3 separate regions of the Mus musculus genome follow, and regions 2 and 3 are each linked to region 1. The links are chromatin contacts, called in public promoter capture Hi-C maps. All regions are on one chromosome and are shown on one strand. Each heading gives the region's core, a stretch centred on a gene start, on an enhancer-like site or on the middle of the called end of the contact. The rest is flanking DNA. Distances are from core to core; before and after follow the strand shown. Region 1 holds the start of Kctd21 (potassium channel tetramerisation domain containing 21). Region 2 holds the start of Pcf11 (PCF11 cleavage and polyadenylation factor subunit). Region 3 holds the start of 4632427E13Rik (RIKEN cDNA 4632427E13 gene).

Region 1 (3,998 bases), core at 692-3,191:
CCTCTTCTTTCCTGGCTAATTCTGACTCATCCTGCAATGCCCAGTTCACAAGCCATTCCCTGTCCCTCCACAGAGCGAGTCTCTAAGCTCCGGTTCCCAGGCCGCCTTGGCTCCTTCATCCTCTGCAGTCTAACTTGCTCCAGCACGCTCTCTCTCCTACCTGGCTAGGGTCTGACTCTGGAGGAAGTAGATCCAATCCTGTTCTGTACACAGCGCCCAGGATGATAGTGTGCCCAGGGGCAGAGGTGGCCATGTATCTAGGTGTGCCTAGATATTGATGAGAGACATTTGGTAACAAAACGAGATAAAAATCAAAGATGTGACCAGAAAAGTAGTATCCAGAGACAGAGTTACCTTGAGGCCAGTCCCTGTCCCTCCTCAGCCTGGGCCTGGACTCTAATATCCATGACCCTTGAACATCTGCGAGATACCTCACAGAGGCCAAAGAAGACTCAGCCATTCCAGAAATGGCCCATACAAACAAGGCAGAAAAAACAATAAGAAACCCCAGCTCCTGGTTAGCCCCTGGATCTGCTGTTCCCAGATCTCCTCAAAGGGGAGGAGGGAGGGTCTGCAGGTCCCTGCCCTGCGTTGGGGAGGAGGGGGTTCATCTGCTGTCCTCTCAGCCCCTCACATTCATGCCCCCACACCCTGACTCCTATGGACGCCAGGGTTCACTCGGGTCTCTTGGCAGCAGAATGTGTTTTAACTCAGTGTCTTACCAAGGCAACCCTAGCATGGCACCCTTCCCCCTAGGAGGCCTCGACCAGCCCCAGGCTGGGTCCTGGAAAGACAGGAGTGAGGGCTTTGCTAGTGACAGGCAAGAACAACCCTGTTACTGAAGAGGAATTAGAGAGATGGAAGAGAAGATGAAGAGAAGTCCCCTCTGGGACTGTCCACACTCGCCCCTGATTACAGAGCCACCACTCACTAACCTCTGCTAACCCAGCCCCCACTCCCAGCCCAGACTTTCTCTGAGGGAGGACAGGCGCTTAAGCTTCAGTTCTGCAATCTGCAAGCGATGTCAAGGCCCCCGGACTCCAGGACAAAGATGATCAGACTGCCTCTGGATCCTCAGTGTCTACTCCAGTTGGGCCCCCTCTCTTCCTTCCTTACGCCTGTTTAGCCCAGACTGGGGGTTCTCCGCAAAAAGATTGCCAGGCGTCATGGTTCTAGTTGTGGCTGCTCTCAGGACTGAGAGGTACAGAAGCTGGAACTACTCAGTTGATGAAGGAGATGGTTAAGGCTCAGAGAGGGGCAGTTAGAAGGCCAAGGTCACACAGCAAAGGCCCAGAAGCACCTAGATCCCCCACCTTCCAATCTCGTGCTCTCAGAGTCCTAAAGATAAGTAAGGAGCACTCGAAATGTCAAGAGTGCAGACACTGCCCCCGCCCCCCGACATGAGCACTCAAACACCCAAAGCCCCCTTAACTCCTAGACTTCAGAGGGCCTTACCTTAGAACCCACTCCTGGGCGGGGCGCATGGGCCGGACTAGACTAGGCTGGGCCAGTCGAGGTCAGGGCGGGTCCTCCGCTCCCCTACCGAGGGGTCCCAGACCGCAGGGATGCTGCTGCTACTTTGTGATGTCCAACTCCACCCACCCCGCTCCGCACAACCCTAGATGGACCTGGGCAGTGCAACTGCGCGGTCTCAGAGCTGCGGGACGGAACTGGGAGAGGGGTGAGGTGCGGGGAAACGGGGCGGAGCCACAGCGGGGGTTACCCTGCGAGCTCCCAGTCGGGCCGCGTCCCCTTTAAGGCCAGCTGGTCCCAGTGCCGGCGGGGCGGGCCAGTAGGGGGCTGGCTCTCCGCGTAGCCTCCTGGGAGGTGGAGTCCGGGCCCGGCACGCGGCACAGGAAGGAACGCAGAGGGGACTACAAGTCCCGGCGGCCAGCGCGCGGCCCGGGACGACCCGCCCCTGCCCCAGCCCGGCCCACCCCCTAGCGAAGCTGCGCTGGCTGGAGGGGAGGCTGCCGAGCGAGGGCAGGAGGTGGGTGCGGTGCGCAGGGGTTTCGGGGAGGGCTCTGGACCCAGCGGACGCATACATGTCTTTCCGGGCACCTGTCCTGCCGTGAAAGGTCATCTGTCGCAGCCTCGCTGTTCTCATCTGTGAAATGGGGTAGCCCCGCCCGTGGCCGCGGGGGAGGGGCGCGTTTCGGGGTGAGGGGGTAGACCGAACCACCTGAGGGGCGGGGCTGGAGAAAGGGATGCGCTGTGGGAGGAGCCTTTGGTGGGTTAGGAAGAGGAGCCGAGTCTCTAGGTGAGAAGGGGACCTCTTGTTTGATCAGAAGGGACCGGTTCCAGAGCTGAGGAGTGGGTGCTGGGTTAGGTGGGCGAGCGCGAGGCGGACCACAGGGATGACAGGGACCCCTCCCAGCTCTAGTGAACCCAGGGCGTGTGGATGTACACAGCACCATTCTTTCCATGTGACTAGAAATAAAGAGCCCATCCCTGGAGCTCAGTGCGTCACACACATACTCATTCTACTCACATCCCGCCAAGGCCTCACCGTGATAACTGTTTCCAGTTGAGCAACACACCTGATAAGTGACTTGCCCCCAAAAGCCTTCAAAGACCCTGCCTTTCTCTGCCCACAGGGGAAACAGAGGTTTGGTCTGGGGTGACAGGAAAGAAGCAAGCATTGTGATGCCCCACCCATCCAAAGTTGTGCTCCAGGACCTGTGCCCTAGCACTTTCAATGCCCAGCTACAAGGCAACCCAATGCCCCACCCATCCAAAGTTGTGCTCCAGGACCTGTGCCCTAGCACTTTCAATGCCCAGCTACAAGGCAATCCAATGCCCCACCCATCCAAAGTTGTGCTCCAGGACCTGTGCCCTAGCACTTTCAATGCCCAGCTACAAGGCAACCCTTCTATGGTGTCTTCAGGCTGGAGCTATTTGAAAGCCCTTTGTTTACAGTTATCACTGTTGGGAGGAGTGGGAAGGCCACAGGAAGAGAAAGCTGAAAGGAGGTGTGGGTGCCTGAGGAAAACCACAAGATGAGCCAGGGTGGCTAGGGAAAGTTCTGCCTGCGGTTGAGGGATGGTGTTGGGACCATCTTCAACAAAGCATTTCTGTGCAAGCAAGGAAATGCCTCAGGTTGGGTGGTCTCTTCTTCCAGCCCACCCCCACCCCGCCCTGATGGGCACAAATCCCAGTGCCCCTTGTGTGAACTGAGGGGAGCAGCCTGTAGGCCTCTCAGAGATAGGACAGGGCAAGGTGGCCGTCAGCTGTTGGGTGTGAAAGGATGAAGGGGAAGTCTGCAGAGCTCTGGGCCAAAGCCCTATCCTGGAGATCACCCTGGGTAAGGCTGGGAAGCTGCTAGGTGATCGGCAGTCGTCACTCACTTGAACCCGGTGCTCTGTCCCTTCCCCTGCACAGTGGAAGCCACCATGGCCTTGGCAGCATGACAGCCAATTAGACATTGTCCTACACATTTGATTCCAAAGTGAAAATTCAAGGGAGTATTTTCAAAATGAAAAGTTTTAAAGTGTTTATCTCCAAAACAGGGACATAAATAGTCCTGTTGGTGCACAAGTCCGGGAAGGTGAAGATAGGTCTAACTAAACAAAGTTAAAAAAAAAAAAAAAAAATGTCTTCCCTACTCCCTGCCCAGCCCCAGTTTCTGGGGATAGCAAGGGATTTCTTCAGCAGGGAAGCCAGGCTCCTACTTAGGTTAACTGTGCTAAGTACTGAGCATAAAGTACTGTGCTAAGTACTGAGCATAAAGTGCTTTGAGTCAAAAAGGATGGTGTGGGTGCTACAGGTGAGGCTTGGCAGCCTGATGAGATTTTTCCTTCAAAATCCTGGCCAAGGGGAGGCTAGAAGTCAAGTTGCAGAGGAAGGGAAGGGCCTGTCATGCTGGTCTATAAAGCCTACGAGAGTGTCTATTTCATGAGGCAGTGGTGGCTCTCACCTTTAATCGCAGCTCTTGGGCAACAGAGGCAGGCGGATTTCTGAGTTTAAAGCCAGCCTGGCCTACAGAGTGAGTTCCAAGA
Region 2 (3,998 bases), core at 748-3,247, 4.7 Mb before region 1:
CTTGTTTTAGCTGTCAAAAATGAACACGATAAATTTGCTGGGCCCTTAAAGAAAAAAAAAAAACCTTTTCCCCCTCTTTAAATTAAGATTTGAAAGGACCACGTGAAACCGTGTATCTTGTGAACTGATTTACCCAAAAGAGTGGATGGACCTAAAGAAGAATGAACCCAAGTCACTTAAAGACTTTTGTTTAAAACACACAACCACAAAAGTAAAAATTCTTGGAAACAGATTCTACACCTTACAAAGGTAAATAAAAAAGACAAATACATATTTTATATGTTTTATTCACAAATTTTATAATACCAGTCACACATTTCAAAACCATTTATTAGAGTCAGACCACTCAGTTGTACACTAGACAGAAACCGTCTCTAAACAACATATTGGTGGTTGTTGTTAAAGTGGCCTTTTAAAAGGGGTTCACTCTGCTAAAAGGAGGCTCATCCTGATAATTGCAATCACTAACAACTAGAGAAAAAAAACTAAACCTTAAGTACAAGCTTGAAAAGTAACTTAAAACGTATTAATTGGGAAACGGTTAAGACTCAATATAAACTAAGTTTAACAGTAACTTTACTTAAATAACATATCGCTCCCACATGAATCCACAGAAGAGCAAGACCAGAGGGAAAACAGAAGGTAGCAAAGGACCACTTCGCTCAAGGGGTGAAGAAAAGCAAGCCTTCACTATCAGGGAAGGGAGAAAACGAGAATAGGAAAAGGAGGGACTGAATTTTTCAAAGAAACTTCCAAGTATTTGTTACCCACTGGGCCAATTCTCCACCTACAGGTTGGATAAGACCTCCCCCACACACCCAAACCCCATCCTCAGCCCAATTTTCCTACCATTGGGGCAAAATCAGACCCTCCGAGAGGAGAATAAAAGTTTGATCCAACAGCCCCCACCCCAAAATGGGGCTGACGGGTGAGAGCAGCTGCCTGGCTGGCAGGGAATGGGTTCTCTCCTCTCTTCCCTTTCGCATCATGTGCTTTGCAGGCGCCATGTTGAGCTAACAGGCCGCTGCTCCACTCGGGGCCAATTCCCTATACCCAACCCACCGACAGCTCGCTCCCAGGTCCCCCTTCACCTCCTTCCAACCCACAGAGCACAATTCCCCAAAAAGGACACTGAGGGAAAGCCCCTCCCCACCTTCCCAAGGGCTTAAGATGGTTTGTTTTTTAACTCTTTCGCTCCCCAAACACCAACTGCCTCTAAGTATTTCCCCCATCCGAAAGGCTGTCCCCGATGCGTGGAGCGTGGGGACGTAGTCAGAGGTGGCCTAAATAGGGAGTTGGTAAGCGGAAATGGGGCTCCACCCTGCATCCTCCCCGCTCCCTCCCGAAAGAGGCCCACGCTCCCAGCCGGGGCCAAAGACCAAGCCCGAGTCGGGGGTGGGGGGTTGGAGAGGAGGAACTCCGTCCCCCTTCGGATGGAAGCGAGACCTGGGATGAGGCTGACACTAAAATCAAGGAGTATTAGAAGAATAGGAGGCTGCGGGGTGTATAAAAACCTTGGCGGTTTGGGCCTCGATGAGAGAGACGATCTCCTTGGCGAAGGGCAGGTTCTCCTCGGCTAGAATGGTCAGCATATTGATGTGCGGTTTGCTATTGAAGGTCAGGTCTTCCAGCGACGACTGATAATCCCGACAGGCGTCCTCCCGGGCCCCCGCAGCCCCGGCCTCCGCCGGCGTCTGCTCTGACATTGCGCCGCGGCCCCCCTCCGAGGTCCGCCGCCGCCGAAGCTGAAGCCGCTCGACACCCCGCCTCCCTTCCGACGCCTCGGCCTCGCTCCCCGGGTCTCCGGCGGCTGCGGCTTCACCACATGCTGACCACGGAGGGGGGATGGGGGACGACCCAGGGGGAACCTCGGGGAAGAAACGCCGCAGCCTCACGGGGAATCTCCGTCCGCTTCCAGCCGCCGCCGGGGCTTCTTTCTCCACAGACACAAAATGGCGGCGGCAGTGGCGGCTCCAGCTCCGAAAATGTCTGTGTTCCCAACCGCTGCGTCGTGCGAAATGAACTAGGGGAGGGGAAATGTGCGGTAAGGGGCGGGGCCGTTGGAAACACCAGGCGGGATTGGCTGGCCCGCGCGTGTCACAGGCCCCGCCCCCGGCCCTTCCGCAATACGTCCAAGCACCGCCTTCTTCCTCGGTCGAGTCTCGGCTTTCGCAACACCTCCGGCTCGGAGACGCGGTGCAAAGGACGGTCGGCTCTCATTGGCCAATTCGTAAGGGACTGTTCGGTCATTTGTTACCATAACAACCCATCCAGGGAAGCCAGTAGAGGACGGAGGCTCCAGAGGACCGGCCCAACCAGTTTATGAAAGCTGCACCAGGCCCCTTCCTATGCACTCCTCCAACCACTGGGCGACTCCATCAACCATCCTCCTCCCGCTTGCCTCCTGGGTGCGGGCGGGGGTTGGCATGAGCTGGAAGAGCGAAAGCCTCCAGTCAAGGCCAGTCGCCCCGTCTCAGGTGCTCCCGGGAGCCTGGGCGGGGCTCGCTGAGCCAGCTGTCCCTCAGGCATTAAGGCGGAGACGCCTGCCCTACCCGGAATCCAGACTGGAGTAACTCCTGCTAACTGCCACACTCATAAAAGCACCTAGACAGGCTTGCAGGAGTTGAGTCCCCAGGAAAATGCTTTTATTAGGAGGTGCTATGTGAGAAAAGCTTTCCCAGAGGAGCTGGAGATCTTTTGAAGAAGTCACATTTCTGGAAGGGTATTCACAATAACCTAATAGCACTCACCTCTTCAATCTGCTACATTTCCAAATGGCCTTAGAATAAATACAATATCTGAGCCATACTTGATGGCTCAGGCCTTGAACCTCAGCCCTCAGGAGGCAGAGGAAGGTGGATCTCTTGGAGTCGAGACCTGTCAAGTCTAAATGTCAAGTTCCAGTCCAGCCAGGGCTACTTAACGAGTCCCTATCTCAAAAAAACATAACACTTAATCCCAGCACTAAAGAGACAGAACGGAGATCACTGATTTCAAGGACAGCCTGATCTACAGAGTGAGTTCCAGGACAGCCAAGGCTACGTACAGAGACCTTGTTTAAAAAAAAAAAAATACATCTGAGATATATGGAAAAATACCTTAGATTTCTATAATCTGGTTTTTAAGATACACAAAACAAATAGTTTGTCAGAGCCTTAGTGAACTATGAAGCACAGTGGAGGGATAGTTCGCACACACACATACACACACAAACTGATGACACGTCCACTCCATGCTATGGTTAAAGGGAAGGCTTTTATTGTAGATATAAAGAAAGAACTGCCATGGCATCTGGAGAATCCAGAGCAGAGAAAAAGATAAACCGAACACGACCATCAGACCATGGCCATGGATGTCTTTGAGAGAAGGGAGAATAGCGGCGGATAGACGACAAAGATGGTAAGAGAAGGAAAAGCAGAGCAGAGGAAGAGAAAAAAAAAAAAAAACCAGCAAGAATAGCAGGGTTATAAAGAATGAGGAGCTGGCAGAATGGAAGCCTGTGGGCTGGAGGGAGGTTAGGGTACCTGAGGAGGAGAAAAGGGCTAGGATGCTAGCATGCACTTTGAAGACTGTAACAGGTATTTGTGGTACCAGGGAGCCTGAATGCCAGCATTTGTGTGCTTTGATATCCTGATAGGCACCAACGTAACCACATATGTCTTTTGGACAGAGGGGAATTGGTTTCACAAGTTCCTGAGGAGTGCTGACTTTTATATAACTGCCAGAAATCCTCCTACAATCCAGACTGAGCCCATTTCTGGATATTTAAACTGCCTTTTGGAGTTTGAGGAGTTGGGGTTTCCTTTGAATGTGAAAATTTGGGGATGGTTTGGTTTGGTTTGAGAAAGTGTCTCACTGTGTCCCTGGCTAACCTGGAACTCTCTGGGTAGAGTAAGCTAGCCTCAAACTCACAGCATTTTGCCTGCCTCTGCTGGGATTAAAGGCTTGTAACACAGTGCCCAGTACTACTTTTAGATTTTGTTTTTTAAAAAATAATT
Region 3 (3,998 bases), core at 745-3,244, 4.6 Mb before region 1:
AGTAAAGATTTGCTCCGAGGGGGACAAAAACCCCTAAAAACTCCCCAAACCATATTTGGCAAATCTAATGGTGTGCCTATCTGTGCCAACTTGAAGAAATGGGGAGTATGGTATTTACCATAATCAAAGAGGAGGTCTTAAAGATACTTTTTTTTTTTTCTGGTAAAATGTTTTCCCTTAACTTTCTAAATATGGAATTTTTTTCCTGTGAAAGTTGAGACTTAATTTTTAGTCTTTCTAAAGACACTGATATTTTTTCCATGCATTTATGGTTGACTACCCACTATAGAGAAGGCTAAAATACTTCAAAGTACTCAATCACGTACAAATTATAGAAGCCATTACATTATATCACCCCCATTTTCCACACTATTTTCACCCATCCTGTTATTTTCTTTCAATAAATCAGTCTTCCACATAACTCAAACGAAGGTTACTGCTCATATAAACAAAGATTCATTAGCTTGAACCATTTCTACATTTCCATCAAAGGACAGAAAGAAAATGGTAGCTATTGGTTCCTTCTGGTACTTACCAACATTACAAGCAGAAGAGCGTAGTATTTCTGAGGCTTCACGTTGCTGAATCCACAAGAATGGCATCTGCCACTTCTGTGGCTGCTTCTCACACCACAAGCCAATCTTTGAAAAAACGTCCTTTTTAAGTACCATCATCTCCATATATCTTTGAAGGTTCCTGTTGTGTTTTGGAAATTTAAAAAGCAGCCTGCCTAGCTTTTTGAAAGGAAGACCTACTGGAACTTTATTAATTTCTAACAGAGGCACCGTATATATTTTCACTGATGCAAACAGACCAGTGCTAGGGATACAATCCAGGGTCTTGACTGTGCTGTGGGAATCCTCACCACCGAGCTAGCCATCTCCTTCGAAAAGCTCAGGAGGGGAAAAATAAAACACTCAAATTACGCATATCAGCATTTTTAACTTTTCAGAGACCCTCAGTAGGTCTTTTGGCATCTTTCTATAGTGAACTTCAGAACCTGAAAAACAAACACACAGTACTGTTTGAGTTACTGGAGAAAAGGTGTTGAGATGCTGAGCAAATAGGCTCAAAAGTTCTTTAAGTATTCTGAATGTATTTTCATCGGTAAGGGTACCAAGTGGTTAAGGGAAGGGGATGATGTGTTAACTAACGTTATCTGCACGAAGATGTCACAACAAAACACATTATTTTGCACAATATAGGTAACAAAAGAAAAGGGAAGTTTTCCACAGTTATCAACTTCGAATATACGCAGTATTTTAGCACAGTTCATTTAGCGTTAGTCGAGAAAGACTGCTCACTTGCAGTCCCTTTTCAATGTCGTTTACGTTCGCTGGTGGGGTAAGAAAGGTTAGGTGCTAACTTCTTTTGGTAGATCCTTCCTTTGTCAGTTTCAGGGCCAAGCTCCACAACCCTTCGCGATCACATTATCTAGCAAAGGATTTCTTTGAGGCCCTTTGCAATTCACGACCGAACGAAAATTCAGTGGTGGGAGCAGGGGTCTGACACCTGAGGAAATGATCATGAGGGATTAAGAAAAATGACAAGGCAAAAAATAAATAAATAAAAATAACCTAGGTTTAGCTCCACTCACAGGGTGCACGCGAGCTTTTCGTCTTACAGGCGCGAGGCCCGTCGTCCCGAGTCCCCACACCACAACAAAGACACATTTTGCCCAGAGAGTCTCCCCAGGAAGTCTAAGGGTTTCTCCACGCTCAGTAAAGCGACTCCCTGTGTCCCGGGGTGGCGAGGCCTTGTGCAACCCCAGCGGGTTGCGGTTCACTCCGACTCGCGATGGCATTTCTGGCTCGACAGCCCTGAAGGTCCCCAGTGTAGCCTCCGTTCAGTCCTAGCCGGTGCGCGAGGCTATCAAGTTCTACATCCTAGCCTCACCATTCTCACCATGCCACCTTTCGGCTCCACGAGCCCCTCGAAACCTCGGCTCGCCGCAGCTCCAGGGCTCCAACATGGCGGCCGGTCCAGTTCTTCTCTGGGCGCTCTGACCAGAGCATCCTGGGTATTGTAGTTCCAGCTGTAGCCTCTACGTCGCTCCCGGACTTCAAAGGACTACAGATCCCAGAGTGCACAGCTCTGGAGCATGGCTATTGGGGCCGCTCGGACAGAGGGATGATGTCATTGCAAAACCCTACTGCATTCATTGTGCTACGGTCTATCCACCCCCCGCCCCCCCGCTGCTGCTGCTGGGCTCGCTATTGCCGCTCGCTCCAGCTGAGCCCTGAGTAGCAGCAGGACCAGGGCAGGGACTGACTCCAGTCCTTGGACTTAGGACACCGCAGCACCTTCTCTTGCGTGCGTGACTCATTCGTATATCATTTCTTTTTATGCCTGGGGTGGGGAGAAAAATCCCAAACCAGGTGAGTTGAAGTGATTTATTCAAATCGTTTTCCCAAGTTATCCCTCCCGCTTAGTTCTCAAGGCTTTCTTTTGAGAAGATGGGGCCGGGAATGGGGGTATGGATTCGGGAGGTTCTCACCGGCGCTGCTAAGAGCTAAATAGCTCTGTGCAATTTGGGTCACTGCAAAGAACAACTCCTGCAACCTGCCCCCGCCAGAGGACTGGTGCCTGCCAATTTCCTTGCTTCAACTCCCTTTAACCTTTTTAAGGCTAGGAGAGGGGGCTGGGCTGGGAAGGATGTTGGGAAGTGCACTTGGAAAACACGAGGAGGGCAAAGGTGGGGGACTGCAGTCCTGTCATTCCACGACCCCAGTGCTGAGGTTTGAGTGGGAAAGGGTGATGTGTGGGGAGAAATGGAGACAGTAATTTAATGTGGCCGTACTTCTTGAGAACATTTGTGTCGCTTGGACTAGCACACACTATTTTTAAGATGAGCAGGTTTCTCTTGAGTCGCTTAAGTTTCGTAGGGCTTTATTTTATGTTTGTATGTTTGTGTCGTTTGTCTCGCCTTTTCCTGCTGATTTGAGGTGACAGTGTCCTTTAATGGTGCACTCCGTGCCAGTCAGAAATATTTCACGTGTCTAGGGAAGGATCTCTTCGGCTGCTAGAAGCTGCATTTTTGTTAAGCGTTTTCATTTTTTTGTGTTCTCCCGACTGCGGGATTCGGGATGGTTTGGAAGTAGAATTTGTGCTTGTGTGAGTGTTTTAAATTACATCGCGATAGGCTCTTGCCACTGACAATGGTACTGTAACAAGCTGCCGTTTCTGAGGCTTAGTCTCCACTCAGAAATAACGGTTTGCAGACGGAATCGATTAGGAACCTGGGTGCTTTCTTGTTCTTTTTCTTTTTAACACTTTAGGGGAAGGAAAAGTTGAATGTTGTGTCACCCCGTTACTGGACTTTAATGAAAGGTATCCAAGGACAGAGAACCTGACCTGGGAAACTAGGGAGCGTGGTAGTGTGCTGTTTGTTTGAATTTTGTTTTCCAACGAACTGACACGTTTAATAAGGCAGGCAACATTCTGACTTGTATGATGCTGGCTCTCCTCTTAAGAGTTACAGGGATGAACGCTGCAATAAATATGTTCCTTTGAGATAAACAGCTGGCTGGCTCCGGAACAGATGGGGCCAGTCTTAGCTGAGAGATATACAACCTTGGAAATGAATGGACTTTGGGTCAACCACACCCCCTTTAGGAATGTCAAAAGAAGGAGAACCGCCAGAGTATTTGCTTAACTCCAAAAGGCTAAAGCTTTTTTCACAGCCTCTGCCAGCTTTAGAGGAAAAGTCATTTACTGTCTGTCTTTCGCTTCTGGGAACCAATTTTATTCATTTTTAATTGAGATGCTCAGGTCTCCAAAGTTGGAGCTGCTGGGTGACACTTTGTTAAATGCTTCATGTTACCGAATGCAAAGGACAGCTTTGTAAGTGGAGGGATTTATTGGGAGCGCAGCGGGTAGTGGTTAGATTTGGGGGAAAACCAGCACGCTGTATTTGCTTCTTCCTACAGCTCTGTAATAGCACTCTGCCCTTCTCTTCTGTGCCCTTCTTTCTTTCCCTACCCAATTCTCATCTCTTC

Evidence for each region. Promoter capture Hi-C pulls out the DNA fragments that hold promoters and counts their contacts.
Region 2: a contact with region 1 is called in a promoter capture Hi-C map of pre-B cells, with 5 times the contacts expected there. The contact joins the promoter of Pcf11 here to the promoter of Kctd21 in region 1. A contact is called at or near these places in 2 of 39 promoter capture datasets (liver and pre-B cells).
Region 3: a contact with region 1 is called in a promoter capture Hi-C map of pre-B cells. The contact joins the promoter of 4632427E13Rik here to the promoter of Kctd21 in region 1. A contact is called at or near these places in 1 of 39 promoter capture datasets (pre-B cells) and 2 of 484 Hi-C or Micro-C datasets (CD4 T cells and CD8 T cells).

What each region holds. Positions count from the first base shown.
Region 1 is chr7:97,330,382-97,334,379 of GRCm38.p6, forward strand. Kctd21 (potassium channel tetramerisation domain containing 21) reads left to right here and starts at 1,942. Exons shown (of 2, transcript NM_001039039.3): 1 at 1,942-1,990. It overlaps Usp35 (ubiquitin specific peptidase 35), which reads right to left and starts at 1,728. Exons shown (of 11, transcript NM_001177412.2): 1 at 1,456-1,728.
Region 2 is chr7:92,667,915-92,671,912 of GRCm38.p6, forward strand. Pcf11 (PCF11 cleavage and polyadenylation factor subunit) reads right to left here and starts at 1,998. Exons shown (of 16, transcript NM_029078.3): 1 at 1,515-1,998. The coding sequence starts at 1,706.
Region 3 is chr7:92,739,465-92,743,462 of GRCm38.p6, forward strand. It overlaps 4632427E13Rik (RIKEN cDNA 4632427E13 gene), which reads right to left and starts at 1,995. Exons shown (of 2, transcript NR_015510.1): 1 at 1,598-1,995; 2 at 1,242-1,512. It overlaps Rab30 (RAB30, member RAS oncogene family), which reads left to right and starts at 2,250. Exons shown (of 5, transcript NM_029494.2): 1 at 2,250-2,378.